2 separate regions of the Mus musculus genome follow, and region 1 is linked to region 2. The links are chromatin contacts, called in public promoter capture Hi-C maps. All regions are on one chromosome and are shown on one strand. Each heading gives the region's core, a stretch centred on a gene start, on an enhancer-like site or on the middle of the called end of the contact. The rest is flanking DNA. Distances are from core to core; before and after follow the strand shown. Region 1 overlaps Cep164 (centrosomal protein 164). Region 2 holds the start of Dscaml1 (DS cell adhesion molecule like 1).

Region 1 (5,941 bases), core at 2,218-4,717, 370 kb after region 2:
CCTTGATCCATTTCCAGATAAACGGAATGGAAATGTCTATGGTCGTATAGACATAGCCAATCAGGGAACTGTCCACAATGGGCTTAGAAATTACCACAACTCTGCCGGCCTCTGCCACGTCCTCCAGCCCCACCAGCCAAACCCTCAGATCCCAGGAGCCAATATTTACTCAAAGTGATGATAGAGACCATGCAGAGAGCAACAGCAAAGACTGGAACTTTTTGCTTTTCACTTTTCAAAGACAGAGGGAAGATATAGGAAGGGTACCCCTCCCCACCCAGGTCTCCCTGCACAAGCCAGCAAGCCCATAGACAGCATCTTCTGTCCAGGACTCTCAGCCTGCAGTCTCTGAGAAGCAAATGTCCAGATTGTACTGGCTAGGTAGGAGGTCAGGCAGAGGTGACAAAGGAGAAAGGGACTTCAGAACAGACACTGGTCCATCAGCTGTGACAGAGAAAGAGGAGCACATGACAGTTTCTGAAAAAAAATCCAGGCCAAGCAGAGTGCTCAAGCGGGCTGCCGTCAGAGAAGTCCCACATCAGGCGGGAAAGAAAGGCCCTGTTTCCAAACACACTAGAAGGAAGCACAGTCTTGGCACGAACAGGAAGACCAAAGGGCCAGTAGCTGGCAGTTGTCGATTCTCCAAACTGTGGTTTGGCTGGGTCTCCTGAAGGGAGAGCTAAGCTGCATGCTTGACCACACCCTGTTTTTCACAGACAAACTCAGTTGTAGAAACCCAAGGTTTCTGCTAAATTCTTTACAGAGTTGACCAAAATAGAGACAGAAAGCCTTCCCTCAGAAATACAGCCAGTGGCCTCTCCTGGGCTCAGGCTCAGAGCCTCCTTCCAGGCTCACGTGATGGAGGCTTGCCTCGGGGTAGCATTCCTGAGAGGGAGTGGAACTCTTAGGACCTAGGCCTTAATGGGAGGCCCATGGGCACGCCCTTGAAAGAGGCTGTGAGACCTCACACCCTTCATCTCTTTGTTCCTTGGCTTATGATGTGAACATCTTTGCTGTGCACAGGGTCCTGCCATGATATGCCACTGGCCCTCACAGTATCATCTCTCCCAGGAAGTCTTCCTTGGTCTTTGGTCCCTGGACCCTGGGCCTCTCTATGACAATAGCTATAATAGTTGTGGGTTTCTTTGTTTATTTTCCTCACTAGACGAACTTCTGGTTGAGCTCAGAACCCAGTTTCTAGAATACAAGGATGGTCAGTAAAGTCTTGACAGAGCTTATTAGGGTTTTGTTTTGCTTCTTTCTTTCTTTCTTTCTTTCTTTCTTTCTTTCTTTCTTTCTTTCTTTTTTAAGAATGCTGGTGTCTTGCCAGTGGTGATGGAGTTTGCCTTTAATCCCACCAGAGGCAGGTGGATCTCTGAATACAAGACCAACCTGGTCTACAAAGCAAGTTCTAGTATAGCCTGAACTACACAGAAGAACTGTCTCAAAAAAAACACTACAAAGCCAAGAAGGATGCACGCATGAGACCGTGGGAAGCACTGAGGTCTCCTCTCCTCCTCTCCCAAGTGGAGATGTAATGGCTATAATTGCCAAGGTCTTACCGGGATTAGACTGTTTCATTACAGTGCTTATGAAATGAAATATTAACTCTTAACTACTCAAAATGACAGAAAGGCAAGTAGGCCATCAAAACTCAGAGGGTGACCAGGGTATGGTGGCACACGCCTCTAATCCCAGCTCTCCAGAGGCACAGACAGGCAGGCAGATTTCTGTGACTTCAAGGCCAGCTTGGTCTACATAGTCAGTCAAGCAACACTGTGAGACACTGTCTCAATAAGTAAATAAATGAGTGAATAAACAAATAAATAAGCAAACAGACAAATAAATGGATAAATGAATGGGCACATTAATTAATTGGTTAATTGATTAATTAATCCAAAAAACAAACAAACCCTCAAAGGGTATCCCTGGCTGGGAGCAGCTCAGGAGTATAGCAAATGCCTAGTACGTCTGACACTGGCTCCATTCCCAAAACTGATGGGGAGACAAAAGAAGGAGAGGATAACAGATAGAGCTTGAGTATCATTCTTTTTTCTTTCCTTAAAAACATACGTCTTTTTTTTAAATTGGTTTTATTCATGTGTGCCTGTCTGTGTGTGACCTGTGTGTATAAGTACCTAGGGGGGCCAGAAGAGGGCATAAGATCTGCTGGAATTACAAGCAGTTGTGAGCTTGTGCGGTTGCTGATGTGGGTTCTGGGAACCAACCCCCAGTGGTCCTTGGGAAAAACAGCAAGTGATTTTTAACCATTGAGCCATCTGCCCTAGGTTCCCATACTCACACTGGAGAGAACACGTCTACAAGAATCTTGAGCTTCATCTAGGCAATTCTCAAACTTAAACCCTTCAAAGGATGGCTTGCCGCTTGGAGCACAGCGCACAGGTAGGGTGTGTGCTTAAGGCAGAAGGCCCCAGCTTATCACCTTCAGCATCCCTTCCTCCCCCAAAAGGAAGATTTCCACGTGACTGGATGATCTCAGTCTGCCTACTGAAACGTAAAATTGCTGAAATAGGGCAATCACTAAAGTAAATGGCCTTAATAAGATAAAATAAACGGCCTTGCCCTGTATCCACATCTACTGACTACATCACTAGGATGGCCAGAAATGGGTGGAGAAGGCAGGGGAAGTTAAACACTGGTTGTCTATCATCTACAAAAGGATGCAGGAAAGCTATTACCTCACCTGACTCTATGTTGTCCCTGTTCACCCAGCCCCTGCTCCTTGGCACATCACCAGGCCTAGGACCTGAAGCCCCCAGCTGTATGCAAACTCCAGGCACCTGGGTACAGGCTCCTGCTCCGGGCTTTGTGGGTGCACAGCTCTACTCCATGTCTCTCATGCTCAAACTCCCAACCTTCCCTGCCACAGTCCCAGGTCCCTTTTGCATCTCACAGCGTATTTCAAGACTTCACCATCTGCGCAAGGAAGGGGTGAAGAGCAGTGACTGTCAGAACCAGCTCATGAATAGCTAACACTTTTCAAAAGTCATGACGCTCCCCAGGATACGGTCCCACCCCCTCACCTGCCCAGAGCCCCGAGGTACGGGCTCCAATGAGCCACACAGGTCAGGAGGAGAATAACAGGGGATCGGAGAGGTTGCCTTGACAGGTCAGGCTTATTTTCCAGGTCTGGTGCCCATTCATTGGGTCTCAGTTCTTTGCACAGCTCCCCGGGTACAGTTAGCACTTTCCAATCACACTGACATCATCCTGTGATTTCTAAGCCAAGGCTCCCTCCCTCTCCTTTGATAGCTGATGGCTTTTCATCAGCACCACATGACCACATACCGCCTGCTCACCACCCTCTGCCTCCCCGGGCCTGAAGGAAAGCCCTGGTGTGGGTTCTGTGAACCTTTCCCTTTTAGTAACAGACTAGCGATGGGTTTGGGCTGGAAGGCCGCGGTGGGAGCCTGGGCTGCATTCTTACCATCCTACTGCCCTCTCATGGAAGTAAGAGCAAAATGACACAGGGCAGCGTGAGGCTGTAACAGGAGCTGTGAGGGGCGGGGCAAGACTGCACACTGGGACTAAAGCTATTTTCAAAAGCAATGCCCAAGTGGAGGCAGTTTTGCCTGCCGAGAAACCTACACTTATCTCCACCACTAACATCTCCCCCATGAAAAAGCCCTAATACCTACCTGAGGTTTGAATATAGGACTCCAACACCCCCATGTGGCAGAGGACTGAAGACAGTCTATCACCTACTACACGTTTCCCCGCAACACTGTGGTGCCGAGCAAGCCACTCAAATGTCTAAAAAGCTCCCACTCCCCCACCACCATTCAAGGGAAAATGTCAGAAGTCCAGATCACGTCAAAGGAGAGAACACCTTCCCTGGCTGACATCTGTAAGCCTTTAAGAAGCCATCACGATCAAGCTACAGTGGAACTGCAATACACCAGCCGATGGTTAGGGACAAACACCTACTGAACCCAGAAGCTGAGAAAGCTAAGAGAAGGAGAAAACACCGTCCAGCCTGTCTGGGTCCCCTCCACTCCATTCCTTCAGCAGTTACACAAAGCACAGCCAAGCACGACCTGTGCCCCAGGCAGTGAGTGGGCTGGGTGCTGGGTGTACAGACATAAATCGTGCAGCACCAATATGCCCGGGTTCAGCCCCCTGCAGAGACTACCCTCCTGCAAACACTTCCTGAGCCCTTCTCCTGGTGACAGACATCCACCCAGGTGCAAAAGGAGCATCTGCTTTGAGTCCACTCGTCAGTCAGAGAGTCAAACCGGATGGATTCCTGACTCAGGCAGACCAGCTCTCGCTCAGAAGGAACGGTTTCAAGGCAGACATGTATCAGATTGGAGCTACAGATGGGACAGTTGGGGAAAGTGCTGCGTTTGGCAGAAGGTGTTAAAGTCACAATCAAAACATATCTGACTGTGCGGAACCAAAAGGCCGGAGAAACTCTGGGATAATGAGCAAAGTTTTATTATGAAGTGGTACCCAGAGTGAGCACTCAGGTACAAATCCAGATATAGCCTGTCAGCCAGCGTGCAGACTCAAACAAACATCCTGGCCTCCAAGGGGTGGTGAGTACCAAGAAATGGGCATCAGAAGTAGTAAGAGATCGGGTCAGGAGGATGGCTCAGTGGGTTTAGGCACTTGTTGCCCAGCTTGGCAACCTGAGTTCAAGCCCCAGGACCTGCATGGAAGGAGAAAACTGACTCCAGCAAGTTGTCCTCCAACCTCCACATGTACAGACGAATAAATTAAAATGCAATTAAAAAAAAAAAAAGGACCTGGCTGTGGTGGTGCTTGCCTTTAATCCTAGCACTCGGAAGGCAGAGGCAGGTGGATCTCTGAGTTCAAGGCTATCGTGGTCTACAGAGCGAATTCCACGACAGCCAAGACTACTCAGAGAAACCCTGTCTCAAAACAAACAAACAAACAAATGATGATGGGGGGGGGGGGGTGATGATGATGATGGTGGTGATGATGATGATGGTGGTAGAGGCTGAGGAGATGCCTTGGAGGGTAAGAGTGCTTGCTGTGCAGCCTGAGTTCCCAAGTGTAATAAGTTAGGTGTGGCCATGCACCCGTAACCCGGCACTGTGGGAGGAGGGCACAGGAAGGCCCCTGGGGCACGCTGGCTGCCAGTCTAGAGCCAGGTTCAGTGAGAGAACTATCTTGATGGAATAATTAGGCAGAGTGACAGAGCAGAACACCCAAGGTCCTCCTCTGGCCCCCATGTGGACCGGAGCATATGTTCCAGCAAACATACACGTGTAACATACACAGTCACACGTACACACAGAATGGGGGTGGTAATGAAACCAATTACAATTCGGCAGGGGGGCACCTTTGCTTTTCTGGCTGGCTTTGTGGTCATCCTAATGATGTAAAGGTCATTTTGAGTTTAAGGTGTGGACAGCACTAATAAAAACGTACTGTATAATGCCTGTCTGCTGCTTAGACCTTGCAGTCGGTATTTAAATGTCTGCATGAATCTAACTTGCAACTTCATGATTCACTGCTTATAACAAATATTTTAGGACTATTTAGAGAACTGTTAATTGATTAATATTCATCAATCAGACACTAGACAGAGAATATACAGTAGATGTTCATATGATTTCTGGTCCAGGCTCCAAAGCATGCACCAAGGTTCTGCGTCTGAGGACATGACGAGATGGACTGCCCGAGTGCTCTCCCTGAAGAAGATGCTGGCGACAGCCCAGGCCAGACCGCAGAGACAGGACGGGCGTGTGGAAGCGTGTTCCTGAAGCTACTCCTACCCATACGCCTTTTTCTACCCTTAAATCTTTGCTTGGGCTGTTCGTTTACCTAGACTATCCCCTGTCTAAAACAGCTTTTCTTCAAAACCCAGGGCAAATGCCACCTCTTCCAGCAAGTTTGCCTGATGTCTAGACAAGAAATCTCTTCTCCATGCAGTGTGCAAGGAGGGGAAGGG
Region 2 (5,493 bases), core at 1,662-4,161:
ATTTACAGACAACAAGCCACCTACCCAAAAGCTGGCCCAACCACCGGGGACGGCTGCACAGCAAAGAGCAAGCAACTGCTAGGGTCTGGAGACCTGAATTCTTCAAGTCTGGTGATCCTGTGTGAGCCTCAATTTCCTAGCCAGTTTTAAAGGAGCCTGATGAAACTTTCATAGACTTTATGGGAGTTACACAGAGTAATCGCAGGTGAGAGCCCTTTAAACTCTTAAAATACTGGATTAAAAAATTAAATGTGTCTGGCAGTTCCTTAAAAAGTTAAACGTAAAATTATCATACTATTCAGAAATCTCACTTCTGGGTCTGTACCCCAAGAATGGAAAGTGGGGGCCCAAGGAGTTGTTCTTACAAATGTGCTGATAGCATAGTCATTCACAAGAATCAAAAGTGGAGTCAACCCAAGCATGCATTTGATGGATGAATGAATAAACAAGTGTTGTGTAGACACACAATAGAGTACTATTCAACCGTAAAGAGGAATGCAGTTCTGCCACGTGCTGTAACATGGTTAAACCTTGAAAAGATGCGCTAAGGCAGACAGGAAAGGAGCAAAGGGCTATCTATGCTTTCCACTCACTATGAAGCAGCTAGACTAGTCAAGTGCACAGAGACAGAGGTCAAGGGACGGTTCCAGAGACTGAGAGAAGGTTCCAGAGACTGAGGGGAGGTTCCAGAGACTGAGGGGAGGTTCCAGAGACTGAGAGAAGGTTCCAGAGACTGAGGGGAGGTTCCAGAGACTGAGGAGGGGTTCCAGAGACTGAGAGAAGGTTCCAGAGACTGGGGGGGGGGTTCCAGAGACTGAGGGGAGGGGAGGTTCCAGAGACTGGGGGAGGGGAGGTTCCAGAGACTGAGGAGGGGTTCCAGAGACTGAGGGGAGGTTCCAGAGACTGAGAGAAGGTTCCAGAGACTGGGGGGGGGATTCCAGAGACTGAGGGGAGGTTCCAGAGACTGAGAGAAGGTTCCATAGATTGGGGGGGGGTCCAGAGACTGAGGGGAGGGGAGGTTCCAGAGACTGGGGGAGGGTTAGGTTCCAGAGACTGAGGGGGAAGGGAGGTTCCAGAGACTGGGGGAGGGTTAGGTTCCAGAGACTGAGGGGGAAGGGAGGTTCCAGAGACTGGGGGGGGGGAGGTTCCAGAGACTGAGGGGGGGCGGTTCCAGAGACTGAGGGGAGGTTCCAGAGACTGAGGGGAGGTTCCAGAGACTGAGGAGGGGTTCCAGAGACTGAGGGGGGTTCCAGAGACTGAGGGGAGGTTCCAGAGACTGGGGGGAGGGGAGGTTCCAGAGACTGAGGGGAGGGGAGGTTCCAGAGACTGAGGGGAGGGGAGGTTCCAGAGACTGGAAAGTGGCATGAGGAGCTTCTGCTTAGTTTGATGGGGGAAAAAATCTGGACATGGGACACGATAATGGTTGGACAACATTGGGGCTTTACTTAGTAGTAGTAAGCTTAACCGATGGCTAAAATGAGGGCGGGAGAGAGCTCAGTTTGTAAAATGCTTGCTGTGTAAGCAGGGAGCGCTGAGTTTGGCTCTCCAGGTTTAAGTGAGAGAGACCCTGTTTCAAAATATAAAGTGAAGAGAGATCTATAGGGGGAAAATCACCTGACATGGACCAGTGTCTCCACACACACATGCATACACATGCACCTGCACCCACGGAGACCTGTACACACACCACACACACAAATTTAAAACTGGTTAAAACGGCAATTTCACACTTTACGGATCTTTCCATTTAAAAAAAAAGCACAGCTTTCAAATTTTAGTTTAAAACGTTAGACATATTTTGGCAAAACCTGTGAATGAGAAAACCTGGTTCTTCGCCTGAACTTGGGTGAGACATCTGGAGGAGACAGAACCGCAGCTCCCAGCTTCTCCCACCTTTCCTACTATGCCTCACAGAAAGCCAGGTCAAAACAGGTGGCTATTTGCATGGAGAGTTCTGTGCTGGCACCTAGTGTATCTTCGGGTTAGCTGGACCCCTTCTCTGGAACCTGTGTGGCCTCTTATTTGAGAATTAAGACAAAAGAAGACTTTCACCACATCAGCCTTCCACGTCAGAGTCAGGCATGACATGGTGCCTGTCTCAGAGCTCAGCTGTGCTAGGCTTCCATTTGGTGGCTGATAAGGCACTCTCCTCACTTTGTCTTGACCAGACAGATTCTGCAAGGCGAGGAAGCTGTGATGGTGTGTGTGCAGGGGCGCGGGGGGTGTGGTGGGGGGAGGTTAGGGAGAGAGGGACAAAGCACACATAGAACAGGCATTATCTGTGCATTGTAAATGACTGGCTTTTTTTTTTTTAAGTATTAGGTTCTAGTGTATATTTGGACAGTGCTGGGGATGGGTGGTCTGAGACAGCTTCTCCAGGAAGCTGACTTGCAGAAGTGACTAAGGGTTTGGGAGCAACACGTACGATTGGGCATTGAGATATAGAGTACCAAATGTCTTCAAAGATTTTTAGCCCAGATGTTACTCAGAGCACCTATGCTCTCCCATTCGTGGAGGGAAACTGAGTCCAAAAGAAACAGCCAGCAATGGCTTTGAATGACCGGCCGGGCGAAAAACCCGTGTTCTTTTCCCCTTACATGGCAGACTCTTAGCACATGTATGACATATGCCTCTGTGCGACCATAGGCTCAAAAGCCTGCGAGTTACAGGGACCCCTCTCCTCTCTCGACCAGAGGAGCAGGATCGAGACTGTCTGGTCAGGGTCCCCACCTCTGTCCCCTAAGCTTGTGGGACTAAGTGACCCCAGGCTGGGGCTGGAGTAGCACTCACCACCCCGGGGTGTCGCGGGGGGCTGGGGCGGGGAAAGCGGCCGCCTAGCCCAGCCCCGTGGATGACAGGAGCCGGGGAGCCGAGGAGGGAGGAGCCGCCGCCGCGCGCTGGGCTGAGGAGCAGAGAGAGCGGGGCGCCGAGTGCGGGCGGCTGGGAGCGCGCTGAGCGGGGGAGAGGCGCTGCCGCACGGCCGGCCACAGGACCACCTCCCCGGAGAATAGGGCCTCTTTATGGCATGTGGCTGGTAACTTTCCTCCTGCTCCTGGACTCTTTACACAAAGGTGAGACCCGCGCTGCCGGCGGCTGGGCGGTGGAGGCGGCGGGGCTGGGATGCGCGCGGCTGGAGGCAAGGTGCGGTGCCCAGTGGGCTCCAGGTGCCCGAGTGCTGGACCCACTCGGGTGCATGGCGCTGGGTGGGCGCGAGAGCTGGGGCGGTTCCGAGAGAAGGGTCTGGTGAGAGTCAGCCTGGGACCGCTTGCCAGCCCCCCTGCGCCTGCCGTTTAGGGGCGCGCCCGTGGGGGGCGGTGGCAAAGGAACCCCTGGTTTTCCCATCGCAGCCCAGCTTTAGTTCTGCCCTGGCCCCCTCCCCCAGCCCCCAGCCCGCTCCCGCGGCTTGCTGGAGCTGGGACCCCGGGGTGCCCTGCGAGCCAGGTGGTCCTCGGACTGAGACTTCATCCGGGAGCCCTCGGTATTTGGGTCCTTGGACCTAGGGAAGATCACTCCTGCCGTAGCTTCGTGCGCCCCTCGACCGCCCTCGACCCCCGCCCTGGCGCAAATGCCGGCGCACCGCATGGCGCTTATCCGCGCCTGGCTGGGTGCAGGGCTGGGGAGCTAGGGGTCCCCAGGGGTGGGGGTTCCCTCGGACACCAAGTTTGTTCTTCAGACCCAAGAGTCGCCATCACCTATGTCTCACCCCTGTACCCCAGGCGCTGGCTCCGGCTTCTCTGCGTCTCCCTGACCACCTTAGGCAGCGCGCCCCAAGGTGCAAGACTCTCCGCTCCGGCGCTTGGCCTGCTGGACCTGGGGACAAGTGTTCAGACTGGGGGGCGTGTCCCTTTCCCGGGAGAGAAAAGGTTGCTAGGGGTGGGTCCAGGTGTCCGGCATGTCCAGACCTGCTCCCGGGGTTCCGTGCACCTGATCTGAGAGGCAGCCGGGACTGAGGGGTTGGCAAAAAGCAGGCATTTTCGATGGTTAGCAATCTGGGCACCAAATCGACACTTGGGCAGCGCGGGCAGTTGAGCTTCTAGGCTGTGGTAGAGGACGTGCCCCCGGGCGCGCAGATGGCAGGAGGGAGAGGAGGCGGCCGAACTCCGCGCCCTTGCGCTGTAGAGCACAGACGCTTCTCGGCTTTACCTGCTCAAGCCTCTAACTTTTCTCCTTCGCGCCCAGAGGGCAGCTTCTCCTTTCGCCCCCTTTGCATGGGTTGGCCTGGTCCAATAATAATTCTTGCCCCTCTAGGCAATGGAGAAGGACAGCCAAGAGCCCGGGGGAGGGGTCTAGTCCTCTGCTAATGCCTGGAGATGTACGGAGTTTGTAACCTGCCAGAGCCCAAAGCAATGCTCGGTAGATTAAAGGAGGAACCTAGCCCTTATTAGTGCTATGGCCGGGTCAGAGCCAGTCTGATGGCCTACTCAGAGCCAGTCTGATGGCCTAGTCCACTGGGATTCTGTCCAGAAGATACGGGTGCTGGGTAGCGGGTGGCCTCAAATGGTGAGCAAAGTAATGGACTTTCTCAGGCCAAGGGGGCCACCGGGTAACACACCAAGGCTAGACTTGCTTGCTTAACTCCTTGCCCCCCTGGACTCCTAATCTGACCTCTTCATCCCACCTGAGAGCAACAATCTTGCCTCCTGCTTCCAGTACACACCACACACACACACACACACACACACACACACACACACACACCACACACACCAATTTTCTTTCTTGGGGCTCTTCCTGCTTCCCTCCACCCTGGCAGGCTGGTTTGGCTCACAGCTTTAATTACGTTAATATTAAATATACATAAGGTGAGGAGCGGCTTTCTCTCTCCATAGCTCTCACTCCAACCCCCTTCCCTTTTCCATTTGTCAGGCAAGGAACACGGACCAGAGCTGTGGCCACACTCAGTTGCTTTGTCCCTAACCTTGCTCCCAGGAACAGCCCATTTCTCAGCCCTGCAGCCTCCTTCACAAATACCTGCAGGACTGCACCCACCCCCACCCAGGAGCGCTGCATTAATAAATGAAGCCCCAGTTATTTGATAGGGAAGGAGCAGATGGGGGTGGGGGTGGAGAAAGGCCCAGAAGGCCACAGGGCAACAGCTGGAGGGGCAGAGCCCTCTCCTACGCAGGCAGGAAGTTGCCACAACTAGGTCTTGTGGGTAGACAGGAGTTACCAGGTATGGCGGCCCTGGGTGGCCTTTGGGTCTGCAGATCCTTGGCTCCCTTGCCATTCAGAGCACCAGCATCTGTGCTGGGCGCCAGGCAGCCTTGCCAGACAGGCCTATCTTTTCCTTGGTGCCTTAATTGGGTCTTAGGTGCCAGGCTGATCCCCAGGGGCCTGTTCTGCTTGGGGTGGCATGGTAGGTGGGTGGTGGAGGCGGCTGGGGAGGGGGGAAGACGTAATGTGGGGAAAGCAAGAAAGATGGGGCGTGGTTTATTTCTCTCTCGTTGCCAGTCACCCCCGCGGCACCAAGGAAAATGTAAATGCGAATGTTCC

The links. Promoter capture Hi-C pulls out the DNA fragments that hold promoters and counts their contacts.
Region 1: a promoter capture Hi-C map of neural stem cells shows a contact between it and region 2. The contact joins the enhancer-like site here to the promoter of Dscaml1 in region 2. A contact is called at or near these places in 14 of 39 promoter capture datasets (cranial neural crest, embryonic stem cells, frontonasal cranial neural crest and 8 more), 5 of 15 datasets of contacts at CTCF or cohesin (embryonic stem cells, hippocampal excitatory neurons, large pre-B cells and 2 more), 14 of 484 Hi-C or Micro-C datasets (cerebellum, cerebral cortex, cortical neurons and 9 more), 18 of 115 datasets of contacts at active chromatin or transcription factors (SST interneurons, astrocytes, craniofacial prominence and 10 more) and 3 of 9 other capture datasets (adipose tissue, embryonic stem cells and liver).

The regions. Positions count from the first base shown.
Region 1 is chr9:45,795,289-45,801,229 of GRCm38.p6, forward strand. All of the region lies in intron 7 of Cep164 (centrosomal protein 164), which reads right to left. Among named protein-coding and RNA genes, the nearest start is that of Cep164, 30 kb to the right of the region's middle. Within about 2 kb of position 3,468, at least 59 of the 459 cell types and tissues checked have an H3K27ac peak or open chromatin away from gene starts, as enhancers often do. A contact at or near this core is called in SST interneurons, astrocytes, cerebellum and 4 more, where this site is marked.
Region 2 is chr9:45,427,442-45,432,934 of GRCm38.p6, forward strand. It overlaps Dscaml1 (DS cell adhesion molecule like 1), which reads left to right and starts at 2,912. Exons shown (of 33, transcript NM_001081270.2): 1 at 2,912-3,071. The coding sequence starts at 3,026. 4833428L15Rik (RIKEN cDNA 4833428L15 gene) reads right to left here and starts at 3,791. Exons shown (of 5, transcript NR_040732.1): 1 at 3,704-3,791.